Regions from separate parts of the Macaca mulatta genome. Here region 1 is linked to region 2. The links are chromatin contacts, called in public Hi-C maps. All regions are on one chromosome and are shown on one strand. The core of a region is the stretch at or near the end of the contact, and the rest is flanking DNA. Distances in the headings are between cores, read along the strand shown. Region 1 holds the start of SARNP (SAP domain containing ribonucleoprotein). Region 2 holds the start of GDF11 (growth differentiation factor 11).

The links. Hi-C and Micro-C count contacts between places; a contact is called where the count stands out from the background.
Region 1: a contact with region 2 is called in a Hi-C map of fetal cortex germinal zone, with 2.4 times the contacts expected there. The contact joins the promoter of SARNP here to the promoter of GDF11 in region 2. A contact is called at or near these places in 3 of 14 Hi-C or Micro-C datasets (blood, fetal cortex germinal zone and sperm).

The regions. Positions count from the first base shown.
Region 1 is chr11:62,969,972-62,976,820 of T2T-MMU8v2.0, reverse strand. It overlaps SARNP (SAP domain containing ribonucleoprotein), which reads left to right and starts at 4,242. Exons shown (of 14, transcript XR_013401154.1): 1 at 4,242-4,298. ORMDL2 (ORMDL sphingolipid biosynthesis regulator 2) reads right to left here and starts at 3,920. Exons shown (of 4, transcript XM_015151930.3): 1 at 3,851-3,920; 2 at 2,792-2,966; 3 at 2,472-2,623; 4 at 1,114-1,701. The coding sequence starts at 2,965. The coding sequence ends at 1,566. DNAJC14 (DnaJ heat shock protein family (Hsp40) member C14) reads left to right here. Exons shown (of 7, transcript XM_015151920.3): 7 at 1-983.
Region 2 is chr11:62,893,870-62,900,924 of T2T-MMU8v2.0, reverse strand. It overlaps GDF11 (growth differentiation factor 11), which reads right to left and starts at 4,806. Exons shown (of 3, transcript XM_015151924.3): 1 at 4,167-4,806. The coding sequence starts at 4,611.

The DNA of each region.
Region 1 (6,849 bases), core at 2,993-5,492, 76 kb before region 2:
CCTCAAAACAATGTCAGGGAGTCAAAAGGGCTGTGTACAGCACAGGATGGAGTTTGATTTATCCCTCCTCCCCCAACACCTAGGAACTGAATCTTTTTTTTTTTTTTTGAGAGACGGAGTCTCGCTCTATTGCCCAGCTGGAGTGCAGTGGTGTAATCTCGGCTTACTGCAACCTCTGTCTCCTGGGTTCAAGCAATTCTCCCATCTCAGCCTCCTGAGTAGCTGGGATTACAGGCACACACCACCACACCTGGCCCAACTAATTCTTTTTTGTATTTTTAGTAGAGACGGGGTTTCACCATGTTGCCCAGGCTGGTCTCAAACTCCTGAGCTCAGGTGATCCACCCGTCTTGGCCTTCCAAAGTGCTGGATTACAGGCATGAGCCACCGCGCCCGGCCTGAATCTTGTCTTTTGACAATACCAAAGAAATAGGGGGTAGCTAGAGTAAAGAACCTAGGGCCTGGACCTGGGCTGGACAGTATATCCCTTTAGGTGTGGGAACTGGGTATTTCCCTGGGGTCTGTATGCCTTTGTCTTGTCATTTGCTTTTAGGGCAGATGACACTTTTTCCCACCCTTTTAAAGCCACAAGTCTGTCTTCTTTCTTGAACCATTTCAGGAGGAGCCCTCTCCTTTACCCCGATACAATATTTAAAAGACAGAACAAGAAAGCATGTAGCCCTAATGATAGGAGATTACTGCATAGAGTTCAGAGAGTGGAAACTGAATTTTCCCTCGACTTTCACTTTGTGGGTAAATCACCCAATTTTAGGCTCTTTTCTGCAAGGATGGCCAAAATTAATCATTTTTAAAAAGTAGATTCATGCCCACTGCCCTTGGGTGAGGGGGAAGGATGCAGGGGTTCCCAGAAGCCCCCATGTGATTCAAGGGTTTGTATTTTTTTTTTTAAGTTTGTTCATATTTGTATGTACATACCTATTTAAAGCCAGGGGATTATCTTTCTATAAATGTATAACTGGTAACCTGTATCTTCCCTCTTTTTTGCCCATATAACTGGAGCCCTTTTTCTCATTTGAGAATCCCTTCCCAAGAAGTGTTAAGCTTAGAGTGAAGGGCACCTCCTACTGGACCAAAGGAGAGGGGACTAGAGAATTGTTTTAAGTTTTATACATTAGGTCAGTATTCCATCTTCCTACCCCCAGCCTTATGAGGACAGCTCTCTGCCCTTCCTGCTGATTAAACTGCAGCTATAGCTGGAAAAAATTATTATAAGAAAAATACACAGCAAAAAAGGTGGTAGGTGTAGAAGATAGGGAAAGATGTAATCACTGAACAAGCTGCCCAAATGGCTTCCTGCTATGGAGGAGAGTGATTTGGCCCTTACCTCACCTGCCTTCCTGATTCAAAGAAACTTGCCGCTGGCAGGACTGGGCCCAGGAGCCCCATTTGCCAATCTCTTCTCTTCTTGGGAGTCTGGAAAAGGTTGTATAGTTCTCACACTTTCAAGGTGTAGAAGACAGTATGGAGAATAAGAGAAGGATGTTTTATAGTTCTCTGTTTCACTGCCTTCCCTATGCCCATGGAGCTGTCCCAAAACCCATCCCTCAGTATTTGTTGATGCCAAAGACACGAACCCCATGGAACTGGGGCAACTTCGGCAGCAGTACACTGAGCAATGAGGCTGTGTTGATGAGGAAGTGAGCAGCATCATACTTGGTATAGAAGCTGGCCAGGAGATAGCTGGGGAGAGAAAAAAATAGGGTGAGTGAGGTTGGCCTTCCCTATCCATATTCTTTTTTTTTTTTTTAAAGAGACAGTTCTCACTATGTTTCCCAGGTTGCAGTGCAGTGGCTATTCACAGGTGTGATACGTGTGGTACAACCTCAAATTCCTGGGCTCAAACAATCCTTCTGCCATAGCCTCCCAGGCAGCTGGGACTCCAGGCATGCACCACAGTGCCCTGCTCTTTCTCTTCTATTTTAAATGACCAGTTTTACTGTATATTTACTGTTCTAGATTATCTAAAACTATTCCAGCTATATCAACAGCATTTACTTTGGGGTTCAGGAGATAGCACCTTTAACTGGAGACTATAAGTCAGTATCTGTTAATTGCTAATGACATGGCAAATGACGGCTGAAGCTATTTGTCTGTATGACTGTTAAAGAGTCCTCTTTGCTTCCACTCCCTACAGTGTTTTTGAAGATTACTATCAGTTCTGCCTTGATTTACTTATTTTGGCAGTGTAAAATCATTTGGTTTTATTTGGCACTTATGTTTTCTAAGTCCTTTCATTTCCTTACTACCAAGGAGGCAGCAAGGAATGCTTGATTACAGCATTGACTTCTACATTTTACTGCTCTCTGTAGACTTAGAACTAGTATACCTTAGTATCTTCAAAGGCTTTTAGATGGGTAGTCTGTTTTTTAACAGCTTCCCTATGGGCCTTTCTCCCTGGCTCTTGGAGCTCTTTCTAACCCAGCATATCCTCATTTCCCCCATAGACTCACAGCACAATAGGAGAGATGCTGAGGAACTTGCGGGAAGAGGTAAACTGGAGCCCATAGTCCATTTGCTCCCAGTGTGTCAGTAGCCGAGCCTTTCCTTGGTCAGGAGTCTCAAAGGGTGTCCCTTTCACCGTATGAAGGAAGACATACATAGCCTGGGAACAGGGAAGGTGGCAGTGTGAGGGGCAGAGAGTAGTTCTTCAGTCAAAGAATTATGTTAAGATCCCAAAAGGAACACATAAATCCCCAAACAATTGGTGATTTTATTTTGCTTTTGGTCGGGAAACGCTGGGGTGGGTACAAGGCCGCGGTTTAGTGCTCACCAGGTTATGGATGACGTTGGTCAGGGTCCAGACAACAGGAATGCTGAAGAAGGGGATGCTGAGTAGAACCACATGCAGCAGTCCTACCAAGATGATGTAGGCCAGCCAGATGCCTCGGCTATTCATCACTCGAGTGTTGGGGTTTACTTCGCTGTGCGCCACCCCCACATTCATCCTAGCCATAATGGGGGATCAGGCAGGAGTCCAACTCAGTTTTTTCTCAACCCCTCTTTGAGCTTTCTCCCAGTTGTCTCTCAGATAGCCCCAATTCCCTGAACTCTATTGGGAATGAAGAACTTACCCATCACGCAGAAAATAAAAACTGAAAACTTGGGGAAAACTTTAAAAGACAAGAAGAGTCCTCACTACATTTTAGAGACACAGTCATTTTTGCTCTGATCTTTACACTTCAACTGTAACATGAAGGTGTACGTAGACTTGGGGCACTCCCTTCAGTGAGCGAGGGAAATAGGAGTATCTGACTTTCCTGAAGAAGTTAATAACCATAAAGAGGTCACGCACACCCAGTATTCCAGGAGAAAGTCATGGAATCATCAAAGAACCACTAAGAAGGGATGACAGAGTAAAGCTCACTCTGGTCCCCACTTTGTTCTCTGGGGCTTGTCCACCCTCTCTCACACCTCCGTGGCATGTAAGCAGTCAGCATCCCCATTACTTCTCTCAAGCGGGGGGCACGACAACAACTTGCCCACGGCTTCTGGACTGGGTTCGGAAGGCACCTGAGCTCAACGCCTGGAGAGATGGAGCCTTGGCTCTGACTCCAGGGGCGGCAGTGATTATCTGAACTCGGTTCTTTAAAATTGTGGTAGCTCTTAAGCTGTTGATGTCTGGTTAGGAAGCGGCTGTTGCCCGCCCCAGCCCCACCGCCAGTTCCTTAAGCCCGCCCCATGCCCCTCCCAGCTTCCTCCTCACGTTCGTCGGTATTTTCAGGGCTCCCTTCAGCGCTCCCCTCTCAATATTTAGGTCACCGCTTCCTCGGCGCCCCTTTCCTCTCCCACCATTTTTCCTCAGCAACCCTTACGGTCTTTGCAGCCCTACCTGCCAACTCAGATCCCCGTCCCGGCTATGGGCGCAGCGCCGGCTACCACACCTGAAGTCTCCAGGAAGTAACGCCTCCCCGTCTGCCCCTTTCCTATTGGAGGAACACAATCAGCGCTGCCACCACCCATTGGTTGGTGATCTGTAATGCAGATGCACAGTTGGTTGCCATTTCTGTCGTTCGCAAGATACAGTGCCCGCCCCTTTCCCTGTTCCACCTTTTGAAAGAGGTGGGGAAAGCTGCCTAGAGAAGTGAGAACGACGTCAGCTATTGACCAATGGGAAGAGTTGATGGTATGGCGTGGGAGCAAGAGTGACAACGATTGGTCGGTCTTGCATCTCTACGCCTAAGGCGGGAGCTCCTGGAGGCGGAGGCAGCGGGTGGGGGCCTAGTGGAGTGAGGGGTAACAAGATGGCGACCGAAACGGTGGAGCTCCATAAGCTGAAGGTACAGTGAATCGGGGAAGGGCTGAGTTGGACTTTTCTAGGAACTGAATTCTACAGGGTAGCTTGCGGCTTCTCCTACGTGTTGTCTTTGCAGCCTTTTCCACTTCGTTTTTCGGCTCCCACTGTAGCTCTTTTGTGCCACCCTTCCACACTACGCCTTCCCTAATTTCCCATTTCTCCTCACGGTTTTACTGCTATATTTATTTATTTCTGCTCCCTTCATCGTTGTATCGTCCGTCATCCTTCCCCATCGGGTTGTGTAAGTGCCTTCTACCTGTTATACTCCTCGTTGCTTTTCAGGGCTGCATTACGTCAGTTCGTCCCTCCTTTTTGCCCCATGTCCGACCCAGGATCCGTTTTTCTTCCCTGCGATGATGTTTCCAGTCTGTCGTCCGAAGCTGAGATTCGCCTGTTAGCAAATGGTGGCATTTTTGTATATTTCTCTCTAAATAGGTCCCAGACACTCAGAAAATACTTCCACTCCCCTTTTCTAGGTGGGATTATGCCCCCAGGCCGAATTTTGAAACCAGGGAGAGGCCTCTCAGAAAAGATCGGTCTCGCCTTAGAAGCCTGGGATTGAGGAGACCTTGAGAATAGTAAAAGTACAGACACCTCTGATTTAAAAGTTTTCGAGTTCTCTCACGCGGCTCTCGGCCCGCCGGCCTTCCTCACACACCATCTCCTACCACCAGAGAGAACTCATACCTGCAATATTTGGGAAAAACAGTTCCAAGGTTAAGATTATCTCTTTTCCATTTCATATCTCGGATGGGTCCTGCATCTCCTGGTGTTACCATTGGCTGACACTGAATCACAGAAGCTGTTTTAAATTGTCTTGTGAGAATCTTGGTAGTTTTCTCACACCTAGATATATAAAAACGTTAAAAATATATTAAAAAGCAGAAAACTTTAAAAAGTATTTTCTTTTAGGGTAAATTAAGATAATCTTGATTGTGGTTTCACAAGTAGTTTTCTCATTACATGTTTTGGACAAACCAGGCTGATGTAGCTGAAACTGAAAAGTGATCCTTTAAAGCTTGAAGAGTTTTTTGTTTTGTTTTGTTTTGTTTTTTGTTGTTGTTGTTTAAGAAAGCTTAAGGGTAGTAAGGGTAGGGAGAGGACCCTTCTTTAGTCACTTATTAGTTGACCCCAATTAGTCTTTCTGTGAAAGCTAGTGTTTTCTTACTCTTGGATTCTAAACTCTATTAGTGGATTTTTGTGTTATTCTGGAGTTATTGTTAACTTGATGGTACCGAAATGCATAGATTATATCAGTGGTCTCCTGATATTGTGATGAGTAAAAAAAAAAAAAAATTGAGCAATCATCTCCACTTTGTGTATATATACTGTACTTATAGAAATTGTATACTTCCATACTGTTATAAAACATACACAGAAAAGGAATTTTTGAATGAGATAAAAAGGAACTGTGAATAGAAGAGCTAATATTTTCTTCCTATTTGTCCTATTTTTGAAATCCCTGGAGTAAGTCACCAGCTGCCCGATGACTTACTTACATTTATAGATTGTGTTGGTTTATGGAGTTCCTCCTTCCATCAAATCTGTATTTGTCAGGTCTATATTAAATTTGTATTTGATTGGATAAGTAACTTTTACATAAAGTCCTCTGACCTGATTTTAGTGTTACAGTCTAAGAGAACATTAGGCACTCTTGACAGCCTAAAAAGAACTCGCTCTTTAATCACATTTGCTTGTCTTTGCTTTTTCTCTAGAGCACTTCTTAACCTTTTGGAGGTCACAGATATCTTTGAAACTCTGATGAAAGGTATGGACCCTCTCCCCAGAAAAAGGCATGTACACATATTTTGCATGCAGTTTGAGGGGCTTCATAAAACTACCTTGTAGCCCTGAGGAGTCCATGGACCTCTGGTTAAGAACTCATGCCTTTGGCTGGGCGTGGTGGCTCACACCTGTAATCCTAGCATTTTGGGAGGCCGAGGTGGGCGGATTGCTTGAGGCCAGGAGTTCGAGACCAGCCTGGGCAACATGGCGAAACCCTGCCTCTACCAAAAATGCGAAAATTAGCCAGGTGTGATGGCAAGTGCCTATAGTCCCAGCTACTGAGGAGGCTGAGGCACAAGACTCGCTTGAGACCGGGATGGAGGTTGCACTGAGCCGAGGTGGTGCACTGCACTCCAGCCTGGGAGACAGTGAGACTCCATCTCAAAAAGAAAAAAAGAACTCATGCCTTTGATTCTGATTTTTAGGGCAGTTAGTTCCACTGGCGATCTTGATGCAATGATCCTGACTTCTGGGTTGACTTGGGGTTTTATTGCCTTTGAAAAAAATCTTGGCTGGGCCCAGTGACCCACACCTCTAATCCCAACTCTTTGGGAGGCGGAGGCCAGGAGTTTGAGACCAGCTTAGGCAACATAGTGACACCCTGTCTCTACAAAAAATTAAAAAATTAGCTGGGCATGGTGGCGCACACCTGTAGTCCCAGCTCCTCAAGAGGCTGAGGTGGGAGGATTGCTTGAGCCTGGAAGGCCAAGGCTGCGGTGAGCTGTGTGATAATTGCTCCACTGCACTTC
Region 2 (7,055 bases), core at 3,557-6,056:
CTGCTTCATCATCATCACCATGACTGCTCCAGCTCTTGAGGAAAGGAATAATTACCTTCATGGTGTTGCCTCCTATTTGCCTAAAGCACCAGAAATAATATTAAATACACCAGATCAACTACAATGCCTTTTTTTTCCCCTGAGCTTCCTTTGGCTTCTCAGTCTAGTGCTGGTAGGTCATGACAAAGTTTTAACATCCCAACTTTACATTTTGACCCATTTCTCCTTGCTCTGGACCATAAATTGATCCTTCTTGGGTCTAATGAACAATTCTCAATAAATATCTGCCTCTGCTTCCATTCCAGCTCCTCTTCACTGCCTTTCTTAAGTCAGTTGGGAGTGCCCTACAACATGTCTCCATTGGACAGTATATGTCTATCCTCACTCTAGATAGGAAGAATCAGGAATGAGCTTCCAGAGCCATAGAAGCAGAGTCAGGAAGTCTGGGCCTTTAAGTATCCTCCCCATGTCTTGAGTTCTGCAAAATCAGGACGGACTTAGGATGTCCTGTCAGCTTTTCCCCACTCCCACCCTGGGAGAAAGAGGACCTTCTAAGTGAGATGAGGAGGAAAATGCTTAATGAACTTCATATATTCAGGATATGATACCCAAAGTCTCTATAGCTTTTTTTTTTTTTTTTTTCTTGATTATTCTCTGAGGTCCCAGGGCCCTGGCAGTCCAGTTATTTTACTGGCTGGAGCTTCAGTGATGGTGCAATGGAGTAGGGTTTGGGGAGTGAGAATTCAGAGATTAGAAGTAGCTGGGGTAGGGAAGCTACTAGTGAGATGGGGAGTGACAAGCAACATCCCAAATAGCATACTCTACCTAATTTCAGCATAGGAATTGCCTGTTTTCTTGCCATTAGGTACTAACCTCCATGAGAGTAGACACTATGTTATTCATACTGTGTCTGTTTTGCTCACCATTGTAGCTTTAGTGCCTCCCATAGTGGCAGACAGCACTCAGTAAATACGCAGTCAATGAACTCCCTAAACTCCCAATCTTAAATTATACAGGCAAGTGCCTGAAAGTTCTTCCTGGCATCTAAATTCTGTTCTTTGACTATAATTGAAGTGGGTTTAATCACTGCCTGATTCCTTACTAACCACTATATAACTTTACTAAACTTCTCAGTGTGATATAATTCTTGCTTCACATAAGTGCTAAGCATTAACTAGAGAATGTGAAAATAGAAAACGAACAAACCAACATTTATTGAGAAGCTACTACTATTTTCACATTCTCTACTAAGCTCTAAACATAACCCTCCCTCTACCTAAGCTGATCCAGGGTTTGAAGATGAGGGCTACATCTAAGTCTTTGGTTCCATGTACTTGTCCCCCAGTGGACAGGGGACAGTCAGTGCTACAAGGAGGTAGGGCATAGGGAAAAAGGAAAGAGCAGAGAGAAGAGCCAGGGGAGAGACTGGAGATGGTGAGGGAGATGAGTTAAGAGTTGAAGGCAGATGAGTAGATATAGGGGGAGAAATAGAGGCTAGAGTGGAAAAATGCAGGGGATAATCATGGCAAAGGGAGAATAAGTTTGGGAGTTTGAGAATCCTGATGCGGGGGCAGTGATAGAAAGGAGTGGGTGATGGTTAGAAAGCTAAAGGTGGGAGGAAGCTAAACCTAGTGGGGTAAAGGAGAGAAAGGATAGAAAGGGTACAGACGGAGGAACAAAGGAGAAGCAGGTAGAGCCACAGAGGGAAACGGGGCTTGAGAGAGTCCCCAACACACATATGCCGAGCTCTGATGGGGAGGAAAAGGGGCCACATCTGTGTTGAATTGATCGGGCTGGTGGCAGGCAGCAGGTCAGGTTTAGTAGGCGGCGCTGGTGGGAGAGAGAGGTCACTGCACTATTTTCAGCAAATGCCCAACCCCCTCCCTGCACACCACCTCCCCTTCCCCCTACCCTAACCCCCCCCAACACACACACTCCCAACCATGGCTGGAAGGCCTAAGGGCAGGAGGTTGGGCTGAGAGGGCAGGGGCCTCTTGGTGTGGGGAGGAGAGAAACTCAGGGGCTGGGCTTGGCTCCCAGAAGGGCAGGGGGCTGGGTTCCCAGGATGAAGGCTCGGTGGGAGAGCCTGAGAGGGTAGAGGGAACTAGGGCAGGCAGAGCAGCCTAGGAGAGGTGGGGGCTGGGGTCCAGGGTTGAGGGCTGGGGGAGGGGAGGGAGGGGGAGGGGAACGGAGGCCATCTCTGCTGACAAACACCTCCCCCGATTAGCAGAGCACAAGTCTCTTATTAAAGCGGGTCCCTGGGGATTAGACTATAAAAGTCTCTTTTTCCTTTTCCCCTCTCTCCCTCCCCTCCCCTCCCCTCCACTCCCCCTCCCTCTCTTAAGAGCTCAGCTAGGCTCTTAAAGGGGACGTACAATACCTGGCCGGAGACCCAGTTCCCTACTTGCACAAGTCCTGGGGTGGCACCAGAGTGGAAGTTGGGATGGGATCCCACCAGCTAGTGTCCCCTCCCCACCCACCCAGGCCTCACCTGCACAGCCCAACTCATGTAGGCAGGGTCCCTTCATTTCGTGTATTCCCATTGCCAGAGCTAACTCTGGTGGGCTCGGGCCTGTTGGTTAAGGGATGCTAAGGATATTTAGGGGCAAGGGGAAGTCCACAGCCCCATCACCCATCCTGGAAATCTTCACACACACTACACCACATAGACTAGAGTATCTTTTCCCTCTGTAACCTTCATCTTCCAGCAAACTCTTGATCTGAATTCCTCTATAACTCTGTTTCCTAGAAACCCCACCCCCTACCCTCAGTCGATCTGAGACTGATCCTACTAGCTTCCATAAGCAGAAGCCTTAAGAATAGAAGGGAAACTGAGGAACCCGAGACCAGATCCCCATGCCTCCCACCCCCACAGCCAGTTAGTTTCCTGGTTCTTTGAGCTTAACAGCCCCGACCAAGTATTGTGGAATTGAGAGGTCTGCAGAAATACCAGGGGCAGTGTGAGGCACTCAGCCTCCCAGATGCACACCTGGGTTCCTGTGCCTCTCCCATGGGGGTGGGCCACTGGGACTCCCCTCAGCCCCCAGCTTTTTATGACCCATCTGCCAATAAACCAGTCTCCCCCGTCTTCTGTTCACAGCCATAAAACCAAACTCTGTGTGTGTTGCAGGGGGCTGTGGGAAGGGGGGAACCTTGCCAAACCACTAGGGAATAAGAGAGGCCTGGTTCCCTGTAGTTGGGGAGGGGGGAGACCTCAGTGGGGGAGGAGGAGAAGGAGTCACCTGACCCTAGGGAGAGCTGGAAAGGGCGGGGGTGGGGGGACGGGTGTAGTATTCGCCTGGATTTTCCAGGTCATAAAATTTCAAAGCAGCTCATGTCTATTATATATGTTCATCTTCCGTTTGGTCAGGGGCTCGGATGCCTGGGTTCCCGCTCCCCCATCTATTCTTTCTCTTTTTTCCTAGGTCTTCCTCTCTCTCAAGTCCAGCTGCGGTAGGGGCGGGCAAATAAGGGATGGAACACTAAGGTTTGAGTAGCCAATGAGTGTCCTTAGCCCCCAGCGCAATGGAGTTGAGTTCTCTGAGCTCGGTCAGTATCAAGAAGGCACAGCTTTTCCACCCCTTCGGATACCCGGTCTGAGACAAGGCTCAGGATGGAAAGGGTGCCAGCTGGGTTGCCAGGAGGTGTACAGGCTCTGGGACCCTATTCTTGGGAGAGAGCACACAGTTCTCTGCAGCCGAGTGGGCACGCTGCGAAAGGAGCACGGAGTGGGGAGTTAGCGCCAGGGCCACTGGGAGGCAGGGAGCACTGCAGTCCAGCTGGGGCTGCGGGGGTCCTGCAGCCTCCCGATTCTGTTCTCCAGCCTCCCAGCCACGGCTCTTCAGGACAGAGTCGCTGCCCAGCCCCAGCTTCCCCGGACTCCAACAACGGTCTTTTTCGCATACTGGGGGTGGAAGGCAGTATCTCGAAACCCGCCCCATTTCCCCCCGCCCCAACCTCCGGAAACTGGGCGTGCATACAACTTTGCAGCCCATCTCCATCGCTCGAAAAACTTCTATGAAGTAGCCCCCGCTCCCTAATTCGTCAAGTTTTCGCAGGAAAAGCTTCCGGGCCGGGGCAGCAGGGAGCGCCCCGCTTGGAGCAGAAGGCGCCCATCGCGGGGCCAGAGCCAGCACCCCACTGCTCGCGCCCCGCAGCCCACTTACTCTCCTGGGCCATGCTAATGACGGTCTCGGTGGTGGCGTGGTACTCGTCCTCCTCCAGGAAGTCCTCGGGCTGCAGCGCGTCGCCCTGGAAGTCGTGTAGGTCCAGGATCTGCTGCAGCGGCGGCGCCTTGGGCAGCAGCTGCTTCACCACCTCGCGGCTGATGTTGGGCGCCTCCTTGAGCCGCAGTTTGCTCAAGATCTGCGACTTGATGCTCTCTAGGCGCAGCTCGCGGCTGTGCTGCCGCCACACGCACACGGGGCAGCCGTCCGGCTCGGGCGCCACGGACGGGGCTGGCCGGCTAGAGCGCTCCCCCCCGACCCCCGCCGCTGCCGCCGCCGCCGCCGCCGCCGCCGCCGCCGCGGGGCCCTCGGCCGCCTCCCCCCGGGGCCGCAGCTCCAGGGCGAGGAGCAGGAAGCCCAGCAGCAGCGGGGCCGCGAGCACCATGCTGGAGGGGAGGGGAGGGAGGACTGGGGGGCGGGGACGCCGGAGTCCCGCGGGGAGGGGGCGGAGGGAGGAGGGAGGGAGGAGGAGGGGGTCCGGGCGGCGCGGGATTGGGGGCTGCCCGGCCGAGGGGGGACCCGGGGGGCCGGGGGCGGCGGGCGCGCGGGCGGGGCGGGCGGGCGGCCGGGGCGGGCGGCTGGGGGGGCCCGAGCCCGGGCCAGGCCCTTTATAGCCCCGGCCCCCGTGTCGTCAGCGGCCGCGATTGGCTGCGGAGCCAACAAAAGAGGCAGCGCTGTCATCCGAGGCGAGAGAGGGAGCCGGAGAGATCCGAGGAATAGAGAGAGGGAGGGAGTGAGGGAGCAAGGGCCAGAGAGAGATGAAGAGACAGAGATATGAGGGGGCGGGGGGGGGGCGGATATAGGGGAAAGTCAGAGCCAGAGAGACCAAGGAGAATCAGAGAGAAAAAGGGGGACGAGACAGAGATAGGAAAAGGAGGAGGAGGAGAGAGGGAGAGACAAAGGAGGAAAAGAAGAGTCAGGGGGAAGATGCAGAGGTGAGAGACTTAGCTAGAGAGGGAAATAGTGTGTCTGTGGGAGACACAGAACCAAGGAGGAGAAAGACTGGGACAACTAGTGGGAGAGTTAGAGTGGAGACAAAAATGGGGAGAAGAGGGGTACCACTAGACGGGGGGAGACAGAGGTCTACAGAGCCAGACCACAAGAGATCGGGGGTCATGGAGATGGGAACAGGGGCAGAGGAACACAGGACAGAGGAGTGCCCTGGGAAAGAGAGGTGGGGAGAGAAATCAGGATTGGGGAGGAGAGAGAGGGGCACAGACAGGGAGATACCAAGGGAGCCCCTGAGGAGGTAGGTGCAGGGGATTGGGGGTGGGGGAGAGGAAAGGCAGAAACTCCTGAGAGAAGGAGCCACAAGAGTCAGCCTCGGTGGGAGCACGGAGAGCCCAGGGGACAGAGGTGGAGAACTTGAGACCAGAGGAGCTCTAGCCATCAGAGGTAGCCCAAAGAAGATGCTCAAAGAAGCCGTGGAAGGAAGCATCAGGCTAGGCTCATCAGAGGGATTAAGGGGACTAGGAGAGGAAGAGGTCAGGGACAACCTAAGAAGGTGGAGAGGTGATGGGAAGAACTGAAACAGAGGGAAGACATAGAGCTGGGAAGACTGAGCTTGAAATTGGGGCTTAACAGGGCTAAGGGAGTCAGCTGGCTGGAAAAGGCAGGAGCTAGAGGCCACTGGGGGAGGGGTGGGAAGGAGATGGCTGGAGGCTGCTATACTTGAGGAGAAATCTGGATTTCTGGATTTCTAGCTATATCTTTGGATCTGCAGGGTCTGAGAAGTCTGAGAAGGGGATGGAGGTTGCAAGGGTGAGCATGGGAGAGAAGTCTGCGCTCAGATGCACGAGATGAAATACAGATGTGGGACCAGCCCTAGTCTTCAGGTGTGACCCTGGACACAGCCAGAGAGCAGAGTAGAACAGTACTAAGGTGAAAAACTGTTTTGAAGGTGCTTAACTTCTGACTTCAGGTTTTCCAGGCTTATTTCTGGATCTGAAAGCCCTGGAGCAATAGTCAAATCGAAAATGTTTGGGTCACGCTGGGTACGGTGGCTTATGCCTGTAATCCCAGCACTTTGGGAGGCCGAGGCGGGTGGATCACGAGGTGAGGGGATCGAGACCATCCTGGCTAACACAGTGAAACACTGTCTTTACTAAAAATACAAAAAATTGGACGGGCGTGGTGGCGGGCGCCTGTAGTCCCAACTGCTGGGGAGGCTGAGGCAGGGGAATGGCGTGAACCGGGGAGGCGGAGCTTGCAGTGACCTGAGATGGCAGATGGTGCCACTGCACTCCAGCCTGGGCGACAGAGAGACACTCCGTCTCAAAAAAAAAAAAAAAAAGAAAAAAGAAAATGTTTGAAGGAATCAGGTCTTGCTAATTTCCTGGCATCCACAATGTTTATTTAATAAATTGATGAACTTTATTATTGGGCTTCTCAGAATAGAGGGGCATTGGTTTCCTCTCTGGAATTAAAGCCCAATAAGATATCTTAAAGTTGGGCTGGCATAGGCATCAGGAGTACCAGATATAAGGATACAGTTGGGTTGAGGAACTGTAGTAGAATAAGGGAAGAAACTGGGGATCTGGGTATGAGGGGAGGAGGTTGGGTAGAGGTTAGGAGGACCAAGCTGGGCAAGCTGGGGAGCTTTGAAGAGACAATCCATTTCCATGGGCAACAGAAACTGAAACCAAAGCAGACTGGAATAAAAACTTAGACAGCTTGTTCCCTCCCTTGCTTTCAACCAAGACATGGGCATTTCAGTGTTTCATCAAGTTCCTTCATCTATAATATGGGGGTCACAATTCCTACCCTTAACTGGTTGTGAGGATTACATATAAGCAATTGATAGTGGCCTTCATGGGCTTCTTCTCTTTC